Regions from separate parts of the Rattus norvegicus genome. Here region 1 is linked to region 2. Evidence: chromatin contacts called from public Hi-C data. All regions are on one chromosome and are shown on one strand. The core of a region is the stretch at or near the end of the contact, and the rest is flanking DNA. Distances in the headings are between cores, read along the strand shown.

Region 1 (5,239 bases), core at 2,345-4,844, 220 kb after region 2:
AGCGTGGGGGCGGGACAAATAGCAGGGGCACTAGACTGAACCCGAGGGACACACAGGCTGAACCATGATCTAAATCACAAAACTGTAGTGGCTTTGAGAGTATTTCATCCACACTAATGTCTTCCAGGTAAGAAACTAAGGCCCATAGAGGACATGTGTACCCAGTCACTGAAGTCAATTCCTAGAAGAATTAGGACTGGGGCCCAGGTCTCCCACCACCTCAAGAGGAGTCCCAAGAAATATGGTACCCTAGGGAGAGAAGGCACTCACCTTTGGTATGTGATGCTCCATCCCCTGGGAATACGTAGGCATCCTCCAGCTTGGTGATATCAAACAGACAGATGCAGAGTCCCACATTGTATACGACCTATGCACACATATGCACACACAGTGACCCCAGGGCCCGGTCGCTCCAAACCTCACGCTCACAGGCAAGCTCTGCCTCACTGTGGGACCAGCAAGGATACTACTCTGCCTCTCAGCCTCAGCCTTCCACATTCAAACCTGAGACTGCAGCTGGAGGGTTGAGTGGGTAGGATGGACATGAAGTCCGCTGGTGGCTGGGTCAGACCACAATGACAAAGTTTACTGCCCCTGCTTAAGCTTACACTTCCAGTGTCCCCAAGTCTGTGCCCAGATCACAGCCAAGAAGTGTGAGAACTCCACCACTCTCACACCATCGCAGACAGACAGACAGACGGGGCTCCCGCAGGGATTTGTGACCAAAGCCCTTCCACAGACCAGAAGCCCACACGGCCCAAGTCACACACTCTGCTGTTCTAAAGGACTTAGCTCAGTGTCTGCACATCTACCACCAATATTACCCCTAGTCACAGCCCTCACAAGAGCTGCTCAGGGACTAGAGATGCATAGCGCACCTCAGCGTTGGGCAGAGCTCCCTGCAGTGATTTCTGGGGGGGCTTCTCTCACAGGATCGAGTGAACTGGCCTCAACGAGGCATGGTGATCCTTGCCTGTAATCCCTGCAGTTGAGAGGGAGGCAGAGGTATCAGAAGTCCCAATTCTTCCTTGGTTACACAGTAAATTTAAAGCGAGTTCAAGTCCCACGAGATGCTGTCTCAAAAATAAGAGGGAAGATGCTATTGGCAAACCGGCTCAGCAGTCAAGGTGCCTGCCGTCCATCTTAACCGACGCCGGGTCCTGGACCCTTCTCCTCACGAGGTGTGCGATGACCTACTCATGTGTGCTGTGGTTTATACACCACATTCAAAATAAATTCATGTAATTAAAAAAAATAACAAAGAGAGAAGCCCTGGATGCCGTGACTGAATGGGCATGACCTCCACAGGCCCATACACTTGAATGCTGACATCATCAGGAAGGGCTACAACTTGAGAAAGACCAGAAGGATTAGGAGGCGTGGCCTTGTCAGTGGGAGTGGTTTGACTCCCTTGGTAGATGAGGATGTAGCTCTTAGCTACCACTCCAGCACCATGTGTGCCAACATGCCTCTGCCACGATGCTCAAAGACTAAACCTCCGAAACCATACGCAAGCCTCCAGTAAAACACTTTCTCTTGTTGTCCTGGTCATGGTGTTTCCTTACAGCACTAGAACAGCGAGGGCAGCTGGCACACACCTTTAATCCTAGCACTAGGCGGCAGAGGCAGGCAGCTCTGGGTTGAAAGGCCAACCAAAACTACATAGTGAGATCCTGTCCCAAAAAAGGAAAGTCAGCATCGTTTTTCCTCCATCTGACGAGCCTCAGGTCTGTGATATACCCCTTCTTCCGGCCTCGGCCTCCTGTAAAGGATCTACCTGTCTCCTATGTAAAGCCAAACCTGTTCTTTCTTCCTGGCTCTCAGATCACCTCCTACTGACTTGAAAAGAACAACTTGGACTGTAAGGCCCTCCAGGGCTCTGTGGTCCGGCTTCTGTCTACAGTTCCTAGACCAGCCTCTGTGTTCCAGCTACACTGGCATTCTCTGTGCTTTCTTAGATGCCACAGCCCTCCTGCCTCAGGACCCTTGCACATGCTAATTGCGCTGTCTCCACAACTCTTTATACCTAACCTGCTCCAACCATCAAATCAGAGTCTGTCTCTTGGCTTCTCCTCGCCGTCAGCTCTCAGGTTAGTGCTGTTTTCTCAGAAGTCACCAATCTCTTTCATCCCAGGTGGCACACCTCTGTTCTCCAGCTGTGTGAATGCCTGTCCTTCATGGCATCCACCCTGGCTCATTAACAAGGGGACCCTCTCAAGCCAGCTCTTCTTCCTCACTATGCTACACGGGCAGAGTCTCTGTCTCCCCTGCCACGCTCTGGCTAAGTACTGGGGATAATGAAAGGATTACATCAGAGAAGGTCTGTATTCACAGAAAGGGACATAATACAGTAACCAAAAGAATACAAGGAAGGGGCCAATGAGCTGGGTCAGCTGGTAAAAAGCCACCTCTAAACCTGACAGCTGAGCTCAATTCCAGAGAGCACGCACTATCCTCTGACCTCTGTACTCACCCACTTGGACAAACTGAGGCCCAGAGTAGGTGACCTGGCCAAGACTGCACAGTAATTGAAGGAGGAAACAGGCATTTTCCGGTTTCCGTTTTACAAACCCATTTCGTACTCTGTTTTGTTTTCCGACAATACGGAGAATCAAACCTCAAATGTCAAGCAAATTTAAGCACTATTCAACACCCCGGTGTTTTTGGTTTTTTTTAGGTTTTTTTGGTTTTTTGTTTGTCTGTTTGTTTGTTTTTGGTTTTTTGGTTTTTTTTTTTTTTTTTTTTTTGAGACGTTTGTTTCTCCGTGTAGCCATGGCTGAGCTCCCTCTGTAGACCAGGCTGGCCTCGAACTCACAGAGATCCACCTGCCTCTGCCTCTTAAGTAATGGGATTAAAGCCATGCGCTACCACCAGCAGTTTCGATGCTTAATTTGTTTGAAACAGGTTTATTATGTTGCCCACGCTGGCCTCGAACTCAGGATCGTCACAAGCCTTATTAACCCAAGAAGCTGGGATGACAGGTATACACTACTTCGTCCAGCCCATTTACTCCCTTGGGTACACGCTGACATCCAAGTCTGGTTTATAAGGAAGGGAAGGAAAGAAACCCTGACATGAAGTTACGTTAAGTGTGTAAGGCCAAGGCTGAAACAAGGGACGGCCAGACAAGCAGCGGGACCGTTCCGGACACTGCCCGGCAACCCGAGGGCCTAGTACCTTGTTGGCCAATTTCTTGTTCAGCTCCTCAGCAATGGAGTCGTTGAGTTTCCGCTCAAACTGCCACGGGGGTATGCGCACGGTGTCCACCATCTCCACCAGCACGAACATCCTGCGCTAGGGCTCTGGAACCCAAAGAAGCTGTTAAGCACGCGGGGCTGAGAACGGTGAGGGGCTGGGGGTCCCCGAGCTGCCCCCATTCCCTCTCGGATTCTAACAAGCCAAGCCTGCAGCCGAGCCGCGCGGGAGGGCAGGGCCTGGGGTCCCGCTTGCGGATGCCACGCTCCTCTCCCGGAGGAACCTGAGGCCCCATTCCTCCAGGCTTGGAGAAGAGCCGACCCCGTCCCATCCCCGCCCCGACCACTCCGCACCACGCGCGGAAGCCACGCACCATTCACGCGCGTCCAGCGGCTCGGAGGCCCCAACGCAGCGCTAGCCAAACCAAATGAACTCAGCTTCCGGAGAACTGACCAATAAGAAGCATCTGCCCGCCCCTACGGGTCGCAGAGCTAGGCAAGGCTCCTGTGAGGGGAGGAGCCTGAAGGTGGGCGGAGCCGCCTGCACTCTCCCGCTACTGAGAGGAGAGGGGCGGGGTACAGCGCTGAGAGGGCGGGGCCTCGTTCTGAAGCCAGCCAACCCCGGCCACTGAGCGAGTCTGGTTGCTAGGCGATAATTCTGCTCTTCCAGCCTGTCTTTTCTTTTGCACAGCAGCTAGAGAGATCCTTTGAAAATACAAATATAACACGTTCAAAATAGTCTTTACTCGGGCTGGAGAGATGGCTCAGAGGTTAAGAGCACCCGACTGCTCTTCCAGAGGTCATGAGTTCAATTCCCAGCAACCACATGGTGGCTCACAACCATCTGTAAAGAGATCCGATGCCCTCTTCTGGTGTATCTGAAGACAGCTACAGTGTACTTATATATAATAAATAAATAAATCTTTAAAAAAAAAATAGTCTTTACTCCAGACAAGTACCCAAGACAGTGGGCAAAAAAGGGTCACCAGGCCTTTCTGGGTGACAGTAATTTTAAGTGGTGCAATTGATGTATGTACTCACTAAAACTCAGCACACTCCGTCCTTAAACAGCTGAATGCAAACAGTCTCACACTTGTAATGCCAGCACTGAGGAGGTAGAGGCTAGATAATCACTGCAAGTTCAAGACCAGTTTGAGTTACAAAATAAGACTTTGTTTTAGCGGCTCCCTTCCCCGCCGCCCCCCCCCCCCAACACAAAATTTTGGTCAGCCAAACATAGTGGCAAACACACCTGAATTCCAGCACTTAGAAAGTAAAGACAAAAAAAAAAAAAAAAAAAAAAAAAAAACGGGGCTGGAGAGATGGCTCAGTGGTTAAGAGCACTGATCGATTGCTCTTGCCAAGGTCTTGAGTTCAGTTCCCAGCAACCACATGGTGGCTCACAACCATCTGTAATGGGATCCGATACCCTCTTCTAGTGTGTCTAAGGGCAGTGACAGTGTACTCACAGTCGTTCAATAAATAAAATAAGATCTTTTTTAAAAAGACAGAAAAACTAGACATTCAGATCAGCTACTTAGTGAGTTCAAGATCACCCTGGGGTACAAGAGACTTTTTTTTTTTTTGTAACTCTTTCTTTTTATATATTTTTTTAATTTATTTTTATTGGATATTTTTATTTACATTTCAAATGTTATTCCCTTTCCCGGTTTCCAAGACATAAGCCCCCTATCCCCCTCCCCTTCTTCTATAAGGGTGTTCCCCTCCCCATCCAAACCCCCTTCTCTACCCCCAGCACATTCCCCTACACTGAGGGTCCAACCTTGGCAGGACCAAGGCTTCTACCATTGATGCCCAACAAGGCAGGCCTTCCTCTGCTACATATCCAGTTGGAGCCATGAGTCAGTCCATGTATAGTCTCTGGGTATTGAGACACTTGCTTTTAAAAAAAAAAAAAAAAAAAGGCCTAACAATACTTGTGCACACTTTAATCCCGGCACTTGGAAGGCAGGGGCAGACAGATCTCAGAGTTTGAGGGCAGCTGGGTCTACAGAGCAAGTTCCTGGACAACCAGAGCTGAACAG
Region 2 (4,994 bases), core at 1,326-3,825:
GCCCGTCCAGTGCCTCCTGGGGCAGCGAGCTCAGGCGGTTGGAAGCCAGGTTGAGGAAGAGCAGGCGGCCCAGGCCACGGAAGGCACCCTCGGCCACCTGCTCCACCTGACAGTGCTGCAGGTCCAGATGTGTGAGGTACGGCAGGTCCTGGAAGGCAGCTGGAGGGATGACCTTCAACATATTACCCTGGAGGTCCAGCCTCTGGGTCAGCTGTAGACAGGAGCCACACAGACACGCGAGCATTAGCCTCTCTCTCTTTAGCCACCAAGCAGCCCTTACTGTGATCTTTTCCTTTTTGTCCTTGCTTTTCTTGGCTTACTTTCTGATTAATTCATAACACCACAGGGCAAAAAGAGTATCTTATCCAGGCACACCCCCAGTTCACCCCAGGACCCGTCACGAATATATTATTTATTATTTATAGGTCACCTAGGTATTTCAGTCACACAAAAAGGATTTTAAATAAATTACACTGTTACTGGCTTGTTTAGGTTTTTGTTGTTACTGCTGATAGTGTTTGTTTGTTTTAAACGTGGTTGTGGCTAGCCTGGAACTCACTCTGTAGACCAAGCTGGTCTTGTACTCAGAGATCTGCCTGCCTCTGCCTCCTGAGTCCTGGGGTTAAAGGTGTGTGTCGTTGGATTTTTGCCTTTACCAGTTATTTGTCTTCCTATTTAGAGCTCAAAGAGCAGGATCCAGCCAGACAGTGGTAGAGTCATTGGTGTAGCCCCAGCTCTGCCACCCTTCCCTTCTTGCTACACTGCCAACCCATGCTGGGGTTTCCCCCTCTCCTGACCTCAGGGATGGTGTCTGGCACCTCGGTGAGGTTCTGGTGCTGGCAGGTAACATGCCGTCTGGAGTTGTCGCAGACACAGGTTTGTGGGCATCGCTGGGCAGCTACGTTCCAAGCCGGACTCAGGAACATCATAAGCAGCAGCAGGGTGAAGCTCTGGGGCCTCGGAGAGGAGAGTGAGAGCTGCTGTCCATGGGGCATCAATGCTAGTGGGTACTGAACCCCTGGTACAGGACAGCCAACTCCTGCCTCACAGCTCCAGGTCTCCGTTCTCTGAGCACAGGAAAGTGCTGTGACCTGGTTTTCTTCCCTCACCTCGGAGGGGGGGGGGCGCGGGGGGGAGGCAGAAGCTTCTGTAATCAGCCCTGGTTTATTGGGGGTGTGGTTGGGGGGGCTAAGATGTAGAAAGTTCAGAGTCTCGACTCTGCCCAGTGGCTCTGGACTTCAGTTTGGCAGCAGGAGGGAAGGCCCAGACCTAGCCCAGGTTTTAGGGTGAACTGGGAGGGCCAGATGTTGAAGAGCCTGAGAGACCCTGTCATGGTAAGCAGGCAGCCCAGGCCTGTGTCCTCTTGTTACCTGAGTCCACACAGCTGACTGGCCTGCGTGTGACAGGGGACCTGAGGGCCCAGGTTATGTACTGCAGAGCAGATAGCTCTCACATGTCCATTTATTGATGCACCCACCCACACATCCATCCCTCTGCCTCATAATGGCAGCCACTTGCTTGTTTCTTAGGGATGGTTTTTGCCACCATGGCTCTTCTGGCCTCCCCAGTGCTCCACCTGACAGCCAAAGGGAATTTTCCAGACTACAGATAGGATCCTAGTACTCCCCACAGAAAGCTCCCGAGTGTCTAGCTGTCCCCATTAGTGAAAAGTCCCAACTCCTGATGCCTCAAGAAGAAAGTAGAGATTCTCCATCACACACCTCGAGTGGCACTGCCCACGGTACAGGCCCAGCAGCAGTGAATCCTCTCAGCTCCTCCTCTTCTATGCTTGGGTCCCAGGTAAACTCTGAGCTGCCTTCCCTGACGTGGGGCTGAAACACCACCCCATGGACCTCCCCATAGTCTCTCCCAGGATTGCTAATGTCTGGCTTTGTCTCTCTTTAGTACCAGAATTTACCCCATTCTTAGTGCTGGCGGCCTTCTCTAGACTCTGGCTTGAGGGTCAGGGTAGGAAGGGGGCGGTTAGGCTGATACCTGAAGAGAGAAAGGTTCAGGGCAAAGAGGGCTGCCACGGATCCCTGAAGGCTACAAAGGGCAACACCACAGGAACAGCTACATCTGGAGCTGTTTTAGGGGCTACCTCTGAGGTACCTCAGGTACAGGAAGGTCCGGTGGCTCTGCAGCCAGCCTCTTGGACGCATGAGCAGATGTAAGTAGTCATCTCTAGCCATCTAGTTCATCTATGGCTCCCTTGCACCCCCAGGGCCCCAAAACTTACCTCTCCATGCTGACTGGAACTGCCAGCCCCGTCTGGAGGCCCCACACAAGGGAAAGACCAGGGACAGTCCTTGCCTGGTCACCAGCAGTACCCACCCCCCTTTGCCCATGGGCTCAGCAGCCAGGACAGAGCTGAATGGGCAGCATTGTGAGCATCCGGGCAGAGCTGGGGCTTCCCCAGGCTGTGGCCAGGGGGTGGGAGCAGCGGCTGGAGTTACAGGCTGCCTGTGCGGCACAGGCTTAACAACGTGGCCCAGACCGAGTCCTTGGACCAGAGGGTGGGCGTGGGTGGCAATGGGGAGGGGGGGTGCCTGGAGGAGCTTTCGGGTGGGTCAGCATCACTGGACTCCTGCAGACTCTGGGACCCTCTGAAGGAGTATTCAGCAGCTGAAAGTTAAAACCTAGCTCACTAGGCTGCTGCAGGAGTTGAGGTAGGAACCTGCAAACCCAGGCACGCGGCTTCTTTAACTCCTTCCTTTCTGTGAACTTAAGCACTCACATACACTGAAGCTACCACACACAACGTATCTTGCAAGTATTTTCCATCTCACTTTAACGTATTCTTGAGGCTATCTGAATTGATGCCCAGAGCCATATCCATTTCCCAATGGATTATATGGTGTTTTCATTCTATAAACAGATCTGAGGCATAAACCAGATGGTGGTGTACACCTCAGGAGACTGGGACAGAAGGATTAAAAATGTACCAGCTTACCATCGTCTGAGATATTTTAAATAAATTTATTTATTTATTTATTTAAGATGTGGCCTACACGTGTGCAGGGCATTGTAGCATGGCTGGTACCCATAGAGGCCAGAAGAGGGAGCCAGAGCCCCCAAGGTGGGAGCACAGATCTCCATCAACCTCCATTGATTGTTGGGACCCAGGTCCTCTATAAGAGCAGCCAGCGTGCTCAACCAGTGAGCCACCTGTCTGGTCCTGTCTTAGATATTTTATTGCCCCTCCTTTTGTTTTTTGGTTCGTGGTGGAGTTAGAAATTCAAGGCCAGACTTAGGCTATCTAGCAAGTTAAAGGTGCATTTAAGCATGCATCTCTGGAGCACATACACATTTCAAAACTTCCAAGGCTGGACATGGTGGTGCACACCTTTAGTTCCAAGAAAAGCCTGAATCTCTGAATTCAAGGCCAGACACAGCTACACAGTGTGACACTGTCTAAAAAAAGAAAAACAAACCAATCCACAAACCCCCTGCATCAATAGGCTGCACAGCTGGATCCCAGCAAACACTCGTACATTTTCAGACGCACGTTTCTGGCCTGTGGTAGCTTTCATTTTTCAGTTTGCTTGGCCCTTTGAGAGGGGTATTATGTAACCCTGGCTGGATTCAAAGTTGCTATGCATCTGAAACTGATCTTGGACCCTGGCTGCGGCTTTAAAGTGCTGGGACAACAGGTGCGTGCCATCCAGTTTGGCCAGCTTATGCATAGCTGTTTTACTGTTTTTTAAAGTTTCTCTGTGTGGCCCTGGCTGTCCTGGAACTCACTCTGTAGACCAGACTACTGGCCTCAGACTCAGAGATCTGCCTAAGTCTGCCTCCCAAGTGGTGGGATTAAAGGCGTGCACCACCACTGCCCCCAGCTGGGTTGTTTTTGTTTGTTCTCCCAAGACAGTTTCTCTGTAGCCCTGACCGAAACTCACTCTATAGACCAGGCTGGCCTTGAACACAGAGATCCTCCTGCCTTTACTTACTGAGAGCTGGGATCAAAGTGTGCACCACCACTGTCCAGCTTCAGGCTTGTAGTTTTGATTTTTTTCCCCTTATGTTTACAGGTGTTTAGCCTGCATGTTTATGTGTGCCACACACATGCAATGCACATGGAGGCCAGAAGAGGGCAATGGATCCTCCAGAACTGGAATCTCAGATGGCTACAGACCATTTACATGTGTACTGGGAATCAAACCCAGGTCATCTAGAACAGCCTGGTTGTAGGTTTGTTTTGTTTTGTTTTTTTTTAAGATTTATTCATTTATTATATATGAGTACACTGTAGCTGTCTTCAGACACACCAGAAGAGGGCATTGGATCCCATTACAGATGGTTGTGAGCCACCATGTGGTTGCTGGGAATTGAACTCAGGACCTCTGGAAGAGCAGTCGGGTGCTCTTAACCGCTGAGCCATCTCTCCAGCCCCTGGTTGTAGTTTTTAGATTTTTAGTTTTTTTTTTTTTTTTTTTTTTTTTGGTTCTTTTTTTCGGAGCTGGGGACCGAACCCAGGGCCTTGCGCTTCCTAGGTAAGCGCTCTACCACTGAGCTAAATCCCCAGCCCCAGATTTTTAGTTTTTTACATTTATTTGCACATGCAAGTGCGACAGCGAGTGTGAAGGTCAAAGGATAGCTTGCAGGAGTCTGTTCTCCTGTGTGGACTCTAGGATCTAACTCAGGCTTTCAGGCTTGGAAGAAAGTACTTCATCCATTGAGTCCTCTCACTGGCTCTGCTTGGATGTATTTTAAAGAATATCTCACATAGCCTGGGATAGCCTTAAATACACTGTAGCCAAGGATGACCCCAAACACAAAATCCTCTTCCTTTTACCCTATTTCAAGGGGGGAGGGGATGTAGAAAAAAAAAAAAACCTTATTTCTCCTGAAATTATGTGTGCTTTCTTTTTTTTTTTTTTTTTTTTTTTTTTTTTTTTTGGTTCTTTTTTTTCGGAGCTGGGGACCGAACCCAGGGCCTTGCGCTTCCTAGGTAAGCGCTCTACCACTGAGCTAAATCCTCAGCCCCTTATGTG

The links. Hi-C and Micro-C count contacts between places; a contact is called where the count stands out from the background.
Region 1: a contact with region 2 is called in a Hi-C map of liver, with 2.9 times the contacts expected there. The contact joins the promoter of Polr3h here to the promoter of Chadl in region 2. A contact is called at or near these places in 2 of 12 Hi-C or Micro-C datasets (liver and mammary epithelial cells).

What each region holds. Positions count from the first base shown.
Region 1 is chr7:115,316,287-115,321,525 of GRCr8, forward strand. It overlaps Polr3h (RNA polymerase III subunit H), which reads right to left and starts at 3,595. Exons shown (of 7, transcript NM_001127295.2): 1 at 3,569-3,595; 2 at 3,178-3,302; 3 at 271-367. The coding sequence starts at 3,288.
Region 2 is chr7:115,094,990-115,099,983 of GRCr8, forward strand. It overlaps Chadl (chondroadherin-like), which reads right to left and starts at 2,576. Exons shown (of 6, transcript XM_063264686.1): 1 at 2,240-2,576; 2 at 798-957; 3 at 1-211. The coding sequence starts at 2,247. It overlaps LOC120093698 (a long non-coding RNA gene), which reads left to right and starts at 2,559. Exons shown (of 2, transcript XR_005487271.2): 1 at 2,559-4,191.